Linked DNA regions of Zea mays: region 2 is linked to region 1. Evidence: chromatin contacts called from public Hi-C data. All regions are on one chromosome and are shown on one strand. The core of a region is the stretch at or near the end of the contact, and the rest is flanking DNA. Distances in the headings are between cores, read along the strand shown.

Region 1 (7,755 bases), core at 1,813-4,312:
GCTGTGAAGAGGATCATCCGCTATGTTGCGGGGACTCTCGACCACGATCTCCACTACCTGAGGTGCCCTAGGGAGGCACAGCTTGTCGGGTACAGCGACAGTGACCATGCCAGCAACATCGACACTAGCAAGAGCACGAGCAGAATTCTCTTCTTCCTCGGCAAATGCCTCATTAGCTAGCAGTCGGTCAAGCAGCAGGTGGTGGCCATGTCCAGCTGCGAGGCCGAGTACATAGCGGCCCCACCGCTTCAACTCAGGCGCTCTGGCTTGCTCGACTACTTGGTGCCTTGGCAGCTTGAGCAGCGATGGAACTTAGGGTGGATAGCCAGTCCACTCTGGCCTTGGCCAAGAAACTCGTGTTCCATGAACGGAGCAAACACATCCGGGTGAGGTACTACTTCATCCGAGACTGTTTGACATAAGGGAGCATCAAGACATGCTACATCAGTACCAAGGATTAGCTTGTGGACCAACTCACCAAGCCCCTTAGGAGGATCAAGTTCCTTGAGCTTTGCTCCAAGTCTGGGATGGCTCAACTTTCTCACAAGACAACGCACAAGACTTAAGGGTAGAATGATGAAATAAGTCTTATAGCCTTTGTGGAGGACTACAATTAGGACAGACTACAGTTAGTACAACACCTTTAGCATCTAAGGACAGCATCTGCAGTTAGGACAGCACCTTTAGCATCTAAGGACAGCATCTTTGCTGTTAGGACAGTACCTTTAGCATCTGTGTAATCCAGCCTTTGATGGACAGCACCTTTGTAGTCTTAGAGAAACAACATCTCTGTATGTGTAGCATCTCTAGGAGCACCTTAGTGTATGCTCGGCAGCCCTTAGAGATATAAATATGTAACCCCAACCCTTAGAAGGGTATGGCATTGTGTAGTGTGTGGGGAATAAACAAGAAAAATTGCTCCAACTCATAGTGTCATCCTCTCGATTAGAGTAAGAGTCTCGTTGCTTACACTTGTGAACAGATCTTCGGTGGTTGATATCAAAGGAGCACTCATAGCTCAAGTCCTTGTTGATTATCTTTCAATCTGGATTTGGTGGATGGAATGGTGTTGCAGCCTGAAATTCCTGACCGACATATTTGGAAGTCATCCTCTTCTAGAGCTTATTCTTGTAAATCAGCCTATCAAGCGATGTTTATAGGAACCATTCAGTTTTCTCCATGGAGAAAAATCTAGAAAAGTTGGGCTCTAGCAAATTGCAAGTTCTTTGCTTGGTTGGCTATCAACAATAGGTGCTAGACCTCAAATAGGTTGGCTAAGCGAGGGCTGCCCCATCAGCCAGCATGCCGGTTTTGTGATTAGGCGGAGGAAACCATTCAGCATATTCTATTCTCCTGTGTGCTGTCCAGAGAAGTTTGGGAAAGGATTTTGAGGAAACTCAACCTTAACATGGTTCCACGCCCCGATGCCTCTAGCCGGTTCTGGTCCTGATGGAGTAAGGCAGCAGCTGCTATCCCCAAAGAGTTTAAAAAAGGGTTCAATTCCTTGGCCATCTTGGTCACTTGCGAGTTGTGGAAGCACAGAAAACGCTTGCGTGTTCAATGGTGCTCATCCTTGGACTCAAACGATTTAGGCTCAAGTGACCGCTGATTCCCATATGTGGTGCCTGGCTGGGGCTTCTAACCCCATGAAGCTCCTCCTATGGGAGGCTCCTACCCATTAGGCTGGTGTGGCCTAGAGTGGTCTTAGGGTGGTTGTGTTCAGTTGTTGTGTAGTGTGTTTCAAGTGTGTTGGGGGTGTTATAACCCCCATTGTAACAAATTATTTTCTTCCTTAATGAAATGACACACAGTTCTCCTGCGTTGTTCTAAAAAATAGATTTTAGATATGTGCTACACGAATATGTTGTGTATGTATGACAGTGGCGATAGACACAATAACATCCGAAATTATGATATCAGATCTCAATCTTATTTATGTTGTCTCTACAAGATAACAGACAAGGAAAAGAACCTAGACAGATAGACAAGTTCATCGACACAATAAATAGATATTAATCGATGGTGCATTAGTTTTTGTATCACACACCTTTAGTCTGGAAATCTTTATCCGTTTTAACGAATGCAGCAACCAGCGCTCTTGGGAGTGCAGCAAGCCAGTCTTCCCTGTTGAGATCAGCAGGGACCGCGTTCAAGATGTTGTTCAAGAGATTCTCTTTGGTGTAAATTGCGGCCCCGTTCCCATTGTGCCCATCAAACAGCTGTAACATGAAGACAGCGCTTAGAAATAGGGCTTGTTTGGTGATCCAAGCTCAAGCATGCATTTTCCTATATAAACACTTTTAACCACCTACGTTGGCGTAGAAGGAGCATCGCATGAAGGCATTCCTTTATGGGTTACCCTTCTTTTATACATCGATGCGAGTAGACCGTGAAGGGTTGTCATGGATGTTCCATACCAAGGATAAGTGAAATGCGACCCAAAATGGCAAAATCAGAGCTCCTGTTCCGCACGAGACGAATCCTAATTGCCGACACCCACATATCCCAAATACGAAATTCACCCTGAAACCTATAATATTTGGCGCACCCTAGCCGATCGTTCATCGCCACCCCACCTAGATGCCTCCAGGCATGGCAGCGATCCACGTGACGCCAGATCGGGGGCAGCGATCGCGATGGGAGGGGATAGAGAGAGAGAACGGGGGGCTGCGCTTACGCCGAAGGCGGAGAAGGAGGAGGACGGGACGCCGGGGACGCGCTCGCATTCGAGCTTGAGGAATGTGAAGTCCTCGCCTTTCTTGGCCTGGCTGAAGAGGCCCGAGTGCAGCTCCGGTCGCTCCGATGCGGTGCGCTCGCTGGCCACCTCCCGCCTCAGCAGCAAGGCCAGCGGCACCGCGGCGCCTCCCCCTGCGCTGCTGCCGCCACCGGTGCTCCCGCCGCTCGTAGACCCCGAGCGTGAAGACATCTCCCTGCCAGGCCGCCGCTGCAACTACCGCCGCGGCGCCGAATCCAGTGTGCAGGCCAGCGAGCGAGGCGGGCGGTCCCCGTGCCTCTCACCCCTTTTGGTGGTGGAGGCGAGAAGAGAGGAGGGTGGTGGTGGAGGTGGTGCGAGGAAGAGGAAGAGAGGAGAGGGCGGTTGGATGGGTCACATGGGAGACGAGACGAGGAGAATTTGGACGAGTACGGGACGCGGAAATCCAGCCCGCCACGCGCATTACACAATTTCGGCAAAGGTAGGCAGGCCGATGAGGGGCCCCCGTTTTTTTTTTTCTTTGAAGGGCTCCAGCCTCCAGTTACAAAGGGCATGTTTGACTGTTTGAGACTCCACTGTGCTCTCGAGCTACAAATTTTCTCGTGTGGTTTAAGTAGTTAAGTGTGTGTTTGGTTACTGTATGCAAGGCACCTTTTCATCTAGGCAACAATTTGAGCCCAGCCGATGAAAATTCTACGCCTGGAAAGTATTGTTTGGCCTAGGCAAATTTTCAGACTGCAAACCAAGCATACCCTAAGTCATACGCGTGCAAAGTCTAAGTTTTTGCATGGTTGTGGGGAAACAGTTAGCAGTTCGTTTTCTCAAAGCTTGGCTGTGCGCAGCACAAGACGAGCTATTTTCCTTTGTGGCTGGTGGCTCGCGCGGGAAGGTGAAACCTCCGCACGCGCTCAGTATCGACGAATCCTCTCGTACTTAAGCTGATTTCGTTGTGTGTCCTTCCTTACTCTTTGAGCTCGTTGCCCTCATTCCTCTCTCGTGAGATACCGGTGGTGCTGAGCAGTGGTGTGTGGTGCCGGCGACCTCCATCGGTGGCCTTCGACTCTGTTCGCCCAACTTCGAGACTCGTCGGCGTGACGCTGCTCCAGCGACTGCAAGGACTCCGAGCTGTTGGACTTCTTCCTCTCCTCTTCGTCCCCATCTGCTCCCCCACCATGCCGATCGGCTTCCTCTACTTTCAGATCTGATTCCTCTCTATTGCAACGACCTCGAACCCAAGGTGAAATTCACCCGCAATCTTCTATTTTTCCTGGTCCCTGATTCTGTTAGGGTTTCCTTCAATACATATTGTTCTTGATTTGTTCTAGCCTATTTTGGTTGATTTGAGGATGTCCTATCTACTTTGTTATGCTAGGTATAGTTGTTGCGAGTTTGTTTTTCATGTGGTTAGCTTGGAATTTTTACATGAAATGGTCAATGATGTTGTCCTATGTGCACCTAGAGGCCTCATCTTGATGATACAGTTGTGCTCTTTGTTTGTGTAAGGAAAATGGACTCGGGCCGTTTGGCTCAAAAGGTTTTCATGTTTGATGATCAACATAACATGTGGACTAATATGTTTGCTAATGCTTATGTTTATAGGATGCGAAGAGGATTGAACTAAGACACTAAGGATGCAACACCTTAAAAGAAGACATAAAAGATGTGTAGAAGCCCAAGTCTCAAGAAGAAAAGAAGCCCAAAAGAAACAGCGAAGAAATCCATGAAGTGGGCAGTCAGCCAGCGCACTAGTGGTGCATCGGACAGTTGAACAGTAACATGTCCGATGTACACTAGACTGTCTGGTGGGACAACGGGCAGTCTGCGCAGAGAGGCCCACAACGGACTGTTCGGTGGGACACCGGGCAGTCTGTAGCACCGGACAGTCTGGGTAACAGTCAGATCCAACGATCGACTGCTACAGACCCCAAGGGTCGGCTGACGTGGCAGGGCACCGGACAGTGAACAGTGCTTGTCCGGTGTGCATCGGACTGTCCGGTGTGCCCATCGACAGAAAACTGTTGCTTCTGTCCAACGGCTATAATTGTGGGGGAAGGCTATAAATACCCCCAACCGGCCATTTCAAGGTGTGGGAGCCCAAGCAACATATCAAGGCATATTGTAGACATTTCCAAGTGCTCAAACACCAAAGTGCTTAATAGAATCACTCAGTGATTAGCGTAGATGCTTTGTGAAGTGTTTAGGTTAGTTAGACCGCTTATGCGCTTGCTCTAGGTGAATCCTAGTCAGTTGAGTGAGTTTAGAAAAACCACACAACCCCTCGGCTCTTACGTGAGTCGTTGTAATTGTACCGAGTGGGGCGAGACTCTTGCGAGACCGTGACAACTGTGTTTGTGTTACGGCCGCCACCGTGTACCAGAGGGAACGAGGCCCGTGGTGTTTCAGCCGAAAGCTCGATAGTGGAGACGGCGGACAGCGTCCGAGAGGAGCCAGAAGCAGAGCACCACTTGCACGTGGAGAAGGCCCGTGACTCTCTACGGAGTTACTCGACCGTGGTGCTTGGCCCTCGCGTGGGCTACCCTTTGCGTAGGGGTATCAACGAGGATTAGTCGGAACCTTGCGTGGTTCGAGATACCTCAGTAAAAATATCGGCATCATCCACGAGAATTTGCATCTCTACCTTGCTCTTTACCTTCCGCATTTACATTAAGTATTTAAGTTTCAATCTTGTCTTTTTGGTAGATTGTTTAGATTGAAACTTAGCCTTTGCGGTAGAGATAGCAACACTTAGACAAAACCTAGTTTGCACATTCTGGTTTGATTATTTGCATAGGTTTTGCTCTAGGTTTTATTTATGGCCTAGTTTAGAGAAAGTTTTAAAAGTCCTAATTCACTCCCCTCCCTCTTAGGCATCACTGTTTCCTTCAATTGGTATCAAAGCCTGGTTTGGCTCATTTGAAACACTTTAGCTTCACCGCTAAAAGAGTCAACACTTTTTAGAGAAAGTGGATGGATACCCGTAGGCCACCACACTTCGATGGCACTAACTTCCCATATTATAGTGCTATAATGGCTTGTTACCTAGAGGCCGTTGATCTAGGTGTTTGGAGAGTCACTCGTGACGGGATGAAACCTCCCAAGAATCTCGAGAACCCCACCACGAGTGAGGAAAAAGAAATTCATTTAAATGCTAGAGCCAAAAATTGCTTGTATGAATCTCTTAGCATGGATATTTTTAATCAAGTTTTTACAATAAAAACTACTAATGAGATTTGGCCAAAATTGCATGAGCTTCATGATGACACATTCTATGTCCATGAGCAAAAACATTGTCTAGTCTTAAATGAGTACAATTCTTTTGCTATGAAGGATAATGAGCTTATTAGAGATATGTATTCTCGTTTGAATCTAATCATCAATGAGCTCAATTCTATTAGCATTAATAAGCTAGGTGATGCGGACATTGTGAGGAAGATTATCTCCCTACTACCACAACAAAGATATGGGAGCATCATCACCATTCTTCACAACATGGAGGACTTTAGTCAAATGATCCCGGCCATTGTGATTGGGAAAATTGCGGAATTTGAGATGTCATGAAAAATGGGTTGACAAGAGGAGCCAACTTCTTCAAGGCCATATGCTTTTGCATGTGATGAAAAGAGTAAAGGAAAGAAGAAGGCTCCTGCTCCAAGTTTCACAAGTGATGAAGAGGAAGAAGAAGAAAGTGATGATGATGATGATAATCAACCATCAACATCAACCTTCGAGGACGAAGAAACAATCCGGCGCGTTGGAAAGGTAATGGGGATGATTCGCAAGATTAATCTAATGGGTGTGCCCTTGCAGGTCGAGGATCTTCTCTTTAACATTGACAGGAAAAAGCAAACAAAGAGAGGATGCTTCGCATGCGGGGAGAAGAGCCACTCCAGGGACAATTGTCCAAATAACCCACGAAGGGGAGGAGCAAATGCAAGGCGCTTACAAGTGTCAAAATTTGGGATGACTCTTCAAGCGAAGATGAACCTCCAAGGACGTGCAGCCACCGATCCTCATCACGGTCATCACGCAAGTGCCTTATGGCAAGAGGTAAAATGAGTATTCCATCCTCTAGTGATGATGAAGGTGAGGGAAAGCCCTCCATAGATGAGCTTGCGGAAGTCATAAAATTTTTTCAGGATGTATGCACTAAACAAAAGGCTCAACTTAAAACTTTAAAAAATAAGTTGATTAGCTCTCAAAATGATTATAAATGTTTACTAGAAAATTTTGAAACATTTGCAAATTTGAATTGTGAGCTATCAACTAAAATTGAGCAATTAGAGTCTAGTGCTCCATCCTCAGCTACCGATGATAGCCTTATTAAAAAGAATGAAAAACTTAAGGCTAAGTTAGCTAGCTCCCAAGAAGCCATTGAAAATTTGCTAGGGAAAATGGAAATTCTTAGCATACACAATAATGAGCTAACTACTAAGCTAGAAGGCATTGTTAGCACCCCAGGAGTATCTTTGGTTGAAATACCTGAAATTATTAAGAAAGATGCTTCTACTTCTTGTTTTGATTTAATTGATGATTCTAACCCCTGCAATCAAGTTCTTATTAAGAATGTTGTTATAGAAACATGTTCGGATGATATTGCAATGGAGAATGAGCAATTAAAGCAAGAGGTGGCTCGCCTTGGCAAGGCCCTGTATGACAAGAAAGGCAAAGCCAAACAAATCTAACCTTCTTAGAATAACACCACTGCGGGAGTGAACAAGCCTATGGAGGGAGAAACTGTGATTTGTAGGCTATGCCACAAGGAAGGCCACAAGTCTTACCAATTTGGAGGCCTTGTGCCAAAGATCTGAAAAACACCTTCCTGAAGCTCATTATGAAGAATATGGATTCAATTTAATGAAAACAGGTAGTTTGTAAATTGAATCGGCGGAGGAGAAGTTGGGGGTGTTGCGCAGGAACATTTTTAGTGACCCACTAAAAGGGAAATAGGGTTTAACATTTTCCTATAAATAATTTTGGTGGTTGAATGTCCAACACAAATATTGGACTAACTAGTTTGCTCTAGATTATATATATTCTACAGG
Region 2 (7,755 bases), core at 2,834-5,333, 360 kb after region 1:
TAGGGCTATAAAAGGACCTCTAGGCATATGGAGCTGTTACCCAAGCACTCTTTGAGCACACTACAACTCTGAATCCTTGCGACTACGCTATTGTTTTGCTAGAGAGTGATTTGAGCGCGTTCTTGAACAGTAACTCTATCATTGTGTTTCATGCACTCTCTCCTCTCACTTGTGTGCATGTTGTTGTTGCGTTGTGCTCTTGTGTGTGTTTCTGCTCCCATCCTTACTCCGGTTTTGTTTGTAATCAATTGTGTAAGGCGTGATAGACTCTAATTTGTGGAGATCCCTCACAACGGGATTTTGATATAAGGAAGGTATCTGCGGCACTCAAGTTTGATCTTTGGATCACTTAAGAGGGGTTTGAGTGCAACCCTTGATCAAAGGAGGCCACCACAACTTGGAGTAGGCATTGGTCGAACCACGGTAAAAAATTGATGTGTCACTTGTCTATTTACTTATTGCAATATTGATGTGTCACTTGTCTATTTACTATCTTCTTGAGTTATCTACCCTCTTGCAATATTGCTCCTAAGTTTAATACTCATCTTAAAGAAGCAATCAAGAGAAGAGTTCTATCTCCATCTATCTTCTCATCCTAAATTGGTTTTAATTTTCACTAACATCAATTATAAACCAAGTTTGTGTTGTTTAGAGTTGATTTGTGTAGGATTACCTTTTTACAACCCTCTAGGTGCTCTCAGGAATTCATCTCGACCTGTTTCTATGAGAGTAATAGAATTAATTTGCTCCTCCTTAACAATGCCCAACAAGTATCTATGTTTAGCCAAGTCTGCTAGACCTATGCTATTCTAGAAAACTCCTTTCATTGGAGACACAACTTTGATGGAGTTTTCGGTTCATGTTTCAGAACTACCAAAATAATTCTAAAAAATCTGAATTACCGAATTGGAGACACAACAAAATTTACAGTCCATGGGTCCGAACTACACACGTGGGGTCCGAATGTTACACGTGGATGTCTAGAACCTGTCCATGAGGGTCCAGGACTGTTGGTGTAATCACTGAGCATTCCCTTTTTGAGATATGTGACAGCACGGGACCGAGCCGTGGTCCCGAGGCCAGCGATCCAGTCAGCCGAGTTTAGCCCCATGCGACCGGCTCATCAGTTCCTTAGTCGCGTGGTTAGAACTAACCATATGAGTCTCAGTTTTGACACACTAAAAGCATGTTTGGTAGGCTGTCTCGGGCGCCACACCGCGCCACACTCCGCCCGCCGCGGGTGTGGCGCCTAAATCGGCCGCCGCGAGTTAGGCATGCTGCGGCGCCTATGGCTCCTGTCCAAACAGGTTATAAAAGCGGGTACCACAGTTATACGGTACTGACATACTTAAACTGAGAAATTCATTTTAGATATATGTTTCGATGTGTAGGTCTTATCCATTAAACGTTACGGGACAAGCTACAAATATTTCGGTCTATCCAAAACCTCCACCAGGCCATGCAACATCTCGTTTTGTGTTAGGTAAATCATATGTGTTGTGGTAGGCCCGCAGTCACCTCCACCAGGTGCTGTTTAGATCGGTAATTATTAAAAAATGTCTAGCTAGACATTAATTTAGACATGAAAGAGTCTAAAGTCTAGGGATTATAGGAACCTTAATTAGGTCCTAAGTTTAGCGCTTCGCATAAGCCGATCCCAACTCTTAGACCAAGTATAATAAGTTTGACTAAACAGGCTCTAGGATCGCTACTGGAAAATGAGTCTTTATCGAGTGCCAAGTAATTCGCCGAGTGTTTTTTAGCACCCAGCAAAAAATCTCTTTGTCAAGTGTCAAATATAAAATGTTCAGTAAAATAAAACACTCGGCAAAAAGCTTCTTTGCCAAGTATTTGTTTTCGACACTACATAAAGAGCTTCTTTGACGAGTGTTTTTTTGACACTCGGCAACAAAGAAAATTCTTTGTCGGGTGTTTTCTTTTTACACTAGGCAAAGACCGTTTTCAAAATCACATTTTGAAGTAGTAAATTAATTTAAATGAAAAAGATTTTAACTACAAAGTTGTATAACTCATCAAGATGTATAATTTTTATTTTGGTCATTTCTTCATATGACAAAGTAAAAATAAATTTGTTCACAAAACTTACATCTCTCTTATAGTTTATGAAACTACAAGAGAGATGTATAAGATTTGTGAATAATGTTAGAACTACCATGTTGGATGAGCAAATGATCAAACAACCAAAATAAACTTTGTAGATCTTGAGAAGTTATATAGTTTTGTAGTTTGATACTTTTTGATTTGAAGTCATCCTATCAACGAAAACTATATTTGAATTTAAAAAATTAAAAATTTGAATTTCTCAAACCACCTCGAATGGAAAAACCACCAAAATGAAAGTTGTAGGTCTTAAAAAGTTATGAAACTTTTTAATTGACAAATTTTTGATTTGAAATCATCATGCAAAACTATTTTTGAATTCAAAATTTGAAATTTTCAAACGATCTCGGATGAAAAAAACACAAAAATTAAAGTTCTAGGCCTCGAAAAGTTATTTAACTTTATAGTTGACATCTTTTAAATTTGAAATAATCTTATCATATAAAAATACATTTGAAGTTTTCATATTTAAAATCCAAATGTTGTAAACGATCTCGGATGAAAAAACTATTAAATAAAAGTCGTAGGTCTCAAAGAGTTATGCAACTTTGTAGTTAACAACTTTTCCATTTAAATTCATTTAATGTCTCAAATAATCAATTTACTCTCAGTTTGTTATAATACTTGGGAGAGAAAATTTAATATAGACACAAATGATATAAGAGGTGGAGTGGTGGAGAAGGTTGCACATAAGCGAGAGGTTACGAGTTCGAATCTTACTCTCCGTAAAACATGATGTGCAGCCCTTGGTAGTTGGTACTTGAAACTGCTCTCCCAATAAGAGCACACCCTCTAAATTCTAATTCATTATTTGAGAGTTATTAATAAAAAAATTTCTTTCTATGTATTTTTATCATCCAATTATCGCTTCTCTATATGTTATGTGCAAGAGAACATGTAAATAGACTCTTACAACCTTCACCGTACCTTCAGCTGTGGTTAGTCCATTGCTACAATATATTTGTTTGCCTTTACAGTTGATAACATCAAATGAAATTGTCTACAACAATAAGAGCACCCTCTCTAAATTCTAAATTATTATTTGAGAGCTATTAATATAATAATAACTCTCTATATCCTTTTATCCTCCAACTACTGTTTCTCTACATCTTCTGCACAAGAGAGCCTATCTCGTTCTTTATTTTAAGCTATCGAGAAACAACTAGCTAATAAGTTGTTGGGTGATATTTTTTACTAAAATCTATATTTATATTAATTGTTCATTCATCCTTAGTTATAAGATTTTTTTATTTTTATACTATTTTTATCATATATCTAGATATAATATATATATATTGAAATATACTACTCTTCTAAAATTGTAGTCATTTTATCTCTTCGTTTTATATCTATATTCAAATGGACGAAGATAAATATAAATATAAATATAAATATATATATATATATATAATGAATCTATTAATTAAATAAAACCAATTAATTTGGTAGGGAGGGAATATTATATAAGCTATATAGCTTAAAAAGCTAAAGCATCTTATAACTTAAAATGATGAAAGAAAATTCAGAGGTGGGAAAAAGGAGCTTGAAGTTGCTTTGATGTGTCCACGTGTTGCAATAGAAAAAAAAAGATAATGGCATATTTAATGACGGGGGATTTTTCAGGCAGAAAGCACTACTAGCATCACATCAGATCTTCTAGAAGAAAGTGAATTCCTCTTCTCGTGTGTGGAAGAGAAAAAAAATTGAAGGATACGTATATGCGAGACTTGTGCGTCCACAAACAGGTTCCATCAAGGCCGGATAACTGGACACCGCACATCTTTCGGGTCACAGCGAATCGACAAGCTAGCAGTGCCGGCCCTCACGTAGTCAGCAGTCAGCACTGCCGGCGACGCGTAGACCGAGTCCCTCATCAAAGAGTCCGCAACCTACCAAGTACCAACCAACCGCCTGGGCTGGGCAGGCGAGCAAGACAAAGCACGCCAAGCGGCAAGCGCAAGTCCAACAGCCCGCATCGCTCACTCCGTCACTCACTCGGCGCGGCGCCCATCCCCGCGGTTCTCACGAGCGCGCGCGCCTGCGTCCGGCGCCGTCCGCCATGGCGTCGTCCAAGCCTTTATTCCCCTTCCCCGTCCCCGCCCCCGACCCGTCCGACGAGGTCGTGCGCGAGTTCGGCCCGCTGCTCCGGGTCTACAAGAGCGGCCGCATCGAGCGGCCCCTGGTGGCTCCGCCCGTGGAGCCTGGCCACGACGCCGCCACGGGGGTCCAATCCAAGGACGTCCACCTCGGCTCCTACTCGGCCCGCCTCTACCTGCCCCCCGTGGCCGACGCCGGTGCCAAGCTGCCCGTCGTCGTGTTCGTGCACGGCGGCGGCTTCGTGGCCGAGTCCGCCGCCTCGCCCAACTACCACCTCTTCCTCAACAGGCTCGCCGCCGCCTGCCCCGCGCTCGCGGTCTCCGTCGACTACCGCCTGGCGCCCGAGCACCCGCTCCCGGCGGGGTACGACGACTGCCTCGCCGCGCTCAAGTGGGTGCTTTCCGCCGCCGACCCCTGGGTCGCCGCCCACGGGGATCTCGCGCGCGTCTTCGTCGCCGGGGACAGCGCCGGCGGCAACGTCTGCCACTACCTCGCCATCCACCCGGACGTCGTCCAGGCGCAGCAGCAGGGCTGCCCGCCGCCGCTCAAGGGCGCCGTGCTCATCCACCCCTGGTTCTGGGGCTCCGAGGCCGTGGGCGAGGAGCCCAGGGACCCCGCCGTGCGCACCATGGGCGCCGGACTCTGGTTCTTCGCGTGCCCCGATGCTAATAGCATGGAAGACCCGCGGATGAACCCCATGGCGCCCGCCGCACCGGGACTCCACACGCTGGCGTGTGAGCGCGTCATGGTGTGTACCGCGGAGGGCGACTTCCTCAGGTGGCGCGGCCGCGCGTACGCCGAGGCGGTGGCCGCGGCGAGGGGAGGCCGCCTGGGGCAGGCCGCCGGCGTCGAGCTGCTGGAGACCATGGGAGAGGGCCATGTCTTCTTCCTCTTCAAACCCGACTGCGACAAGGCCAAGGAGATGCTGGACAAGATGGCGGCTTTCATCAATGCGCCGTGAACGTGAACGTGATCCGTGACGCGTGCGCCCTTGTTCCTTTGTGTTTGCGTGACAATGTGGAAAATAAAATAATATATTTCAGCTGTTTTGGAAATTTTTGCCCACGCATCGACTAGCCAACTTGATGCCAAATTCATCGTTCACGCAAAATTGGACTACTTCAGGTGAAGAGCATATAATCTATGCTAACGTTACAATTCTGATGAGAGGGGCACACAATTTTGATGAGAAGTCGATAACGGCGGCACGAGCGGCCACGAGGTCACCCTTAAGGGAATGAGAGATAAAAAAATATTTAAATAATACTGATTGAGTAAGGGTTGCTTTGGCGGCATGGCTCCTTGAGCGGGTCTAGTTTGGACTCATCATGAAGCCCTACCAAATGATCACAAAAAAATGTTTCTCGTCAAGAGCCTCTAAAGAGCTATAACCGTTTTTTATTACATCATGATGCCCGAGACATCCACATAGTCATTAACATAGATCAAAGTGCGAAAACGAAACATAGAACCACACGCCCTTCACAGGCAGCCGACTGGAGGTTTGCCGCTAACCCACGCCTAGAACTTATCATAGTCTTGAAACGCCTGAAAATCCTCCACCGGGACTTCATCTTCTCCCGAGCAGTGGTTGCAATGTGGACAACCTGTGGGTTTTGGTGTTATAAAGCAAGGATGGGTACACATCAACAAACTCAGCAATTGTCACGTTTGGCTGTGGTGAACTAGCTTTATGTGGGGTAAGGATCAAGCAGTTGCTTTTAGTTGGTCAATTAATTATTACAACTAGAGAGCCAGGTTTTAGCATTAAACCCAAGCTATTAGCCCAAAAGTACTCCTTCCAAACGAAAAAATACCAAAAATCATAATCGTAATCACCAAAACCATAATTAACCTCATCATCTTCTGTGATTATAGTATCTCTAATCAATGGAGCTACCAAGGCCGCTCATAACCGTGAGCACGACTGATGTATCAGTTTCATAACACTCTGCAGAGGTTACACACTTTACCCACGAGTCGTGATTCCCTCTTGTAACACCCTGAATTTGGGGTATAAAATTTCTTCTCTAATGCCTACCAAATTCAGGAGTTACCTCTTGTTTCTCTCTCTCTAGATTTCTTCTCTCTCTTTTTATTAGAACTATGTCTAGTTTATAGGGGATTAACTATTTATTTAATATAGCAAAACCTATGTGAGTCATGAAATATTGCATCATGCTGAGCCTAAATTATTATTTTGGTTGATGTACATGTTTGAATTAGTTTGAATTTGAATTGGGTTTGAATTTGATTTGAAATCCATAGAGAAAATAAAAAGAAAAACATTTGGAAAATTGTAAAGCCCAAAATTGGTAGAAGGAAAAAATAATAAAATAAATAAATACATTTGTAATAAGGTTTTGAGAATTTTTTTAACCTTTAAAATTTATTAGGACCTTTTTTTATAATCAATTAAGGATATTAACATAGTCATGTAACCAATAAATGAATAAAAGAGTGGGCATCTTATACTTATGAATTTGTGGTGATACATTTTATTGAAATAAGGAATCATAATTTAAATTTGACCTTAATTTTTTAAATGAAAACGTAAAATAGAAAATGAGAAAGTAAATTTTAATGAAGTCATTTAGTCCTTCCATAAATAAATAATAGGGAAAAGAATAAATAATAATATTATAAACAGTATAGTTTATATTCACATTAGGATTATTTTGACACTAGAAATTTGAAGTTCAAAACATGAGTTTGAATTTGAATTGGATTTGAAAAGGGAATAGAAAAGAAAAAGAAAATGAATTCTGTTTGGGCCGCCAGAATGGAAATTCGCCATCCCTTCCTTTCTCTCGGCCCAACATCGCGCGCCTCAACTCATCCCGCCTCCGCGCCAGACACCTGCCGCCCGGGCCCACCTGGTCAGTCGCTCTGCACATGACCTCCACTCGTGCGTGTCACCACCATGTGGGACCGAGGTGTAAGACCTGTCTTCTCCCAACAGATCCGCACCATTGCGCCAGGTTCCGGGCGGGTTGTTGAATCCAATCGCTGTGGTCAGGATTTGGTGGGCCCGAGTCGATCCCCTTGCGCCTATAAATACTCGAGCCACGACCCCCTCTCCATATCCGTCTGCATCGACGCTGTCGACCACAATCGTTGCCGCAAAGCGCCGCTGCGACTTCACCTCAACATTGTGGGAGCTCGGAGTCGACCAACTGTGCAGGAAGGTTCACTGGAAGGTGAAGATCGCGGGCGTGAGGGATTTGGACCTCGGGAGGTCTCGGTGGCTCAGTGATTGCTCGCCAGAAATATTCTCCACCACGGATTCGCCCCCCATCGCGGTCAGAGACCATCGTTTCGTTACCTCCGGTGCGTAGTCTTTGACCGTACTCATCATAGTCTCCACATCGTGTACCACCGTTTGATTCCATGGTTGGGACAAGAACTAGCTGGGCGGATGCTTCGCCAGTGGCACCGTCGTGCTCGTGCCCCGGCGTTGTGTGCCGGCGGTCGAAGGAGCAAGATGAGAGAGAGATGCGAGGGCTGTCCATGGCCGTTGATCTGGCCGGGGCCGGC

Evidence for each region. Hi-C and Micro-C count contacts between places; a contact is called where the count stands out from the background.
Region 2: a contact with region 1 is called in a Hi-C map of tassel, with 3 times the contacts expected there. The contact joins the promoter of LOC100283652 here to the promoter of LOC100382524 in region 1. A contact is called at or near these places in 5 of 25 Hi-C or Micro-C datasets (bundle sheath, ear, endosperm and 2 more).

Annotation. Positions count from the first base shown.
Region 1 is chr4:127,241,970-127,249,724 of Zm-B73-REFERENCE-NAM-5.0, forward strand. It overlaps LOC100382524, which reads right to left and starts at 3,063. Exons shown (of 9, transcript NM_001361654.1): 1 at 2,678-3,063; 2 at 2,048-2,219. The coding sequence starts at 2,926.
Region 2 is chr4:127,595,972-127,603,726 of Zm-B73-REFERENCE-NAM-5.0, forward strand. LOC100283652 (gibberellin receptor GID1L2) reads left to right here and starts at 4,084. Exons shown (of 1, transcript NM_001156553.2): 1 at 4,084-5,270. The coding sequence starts at 4,181. The coding sequence ends at 5,179.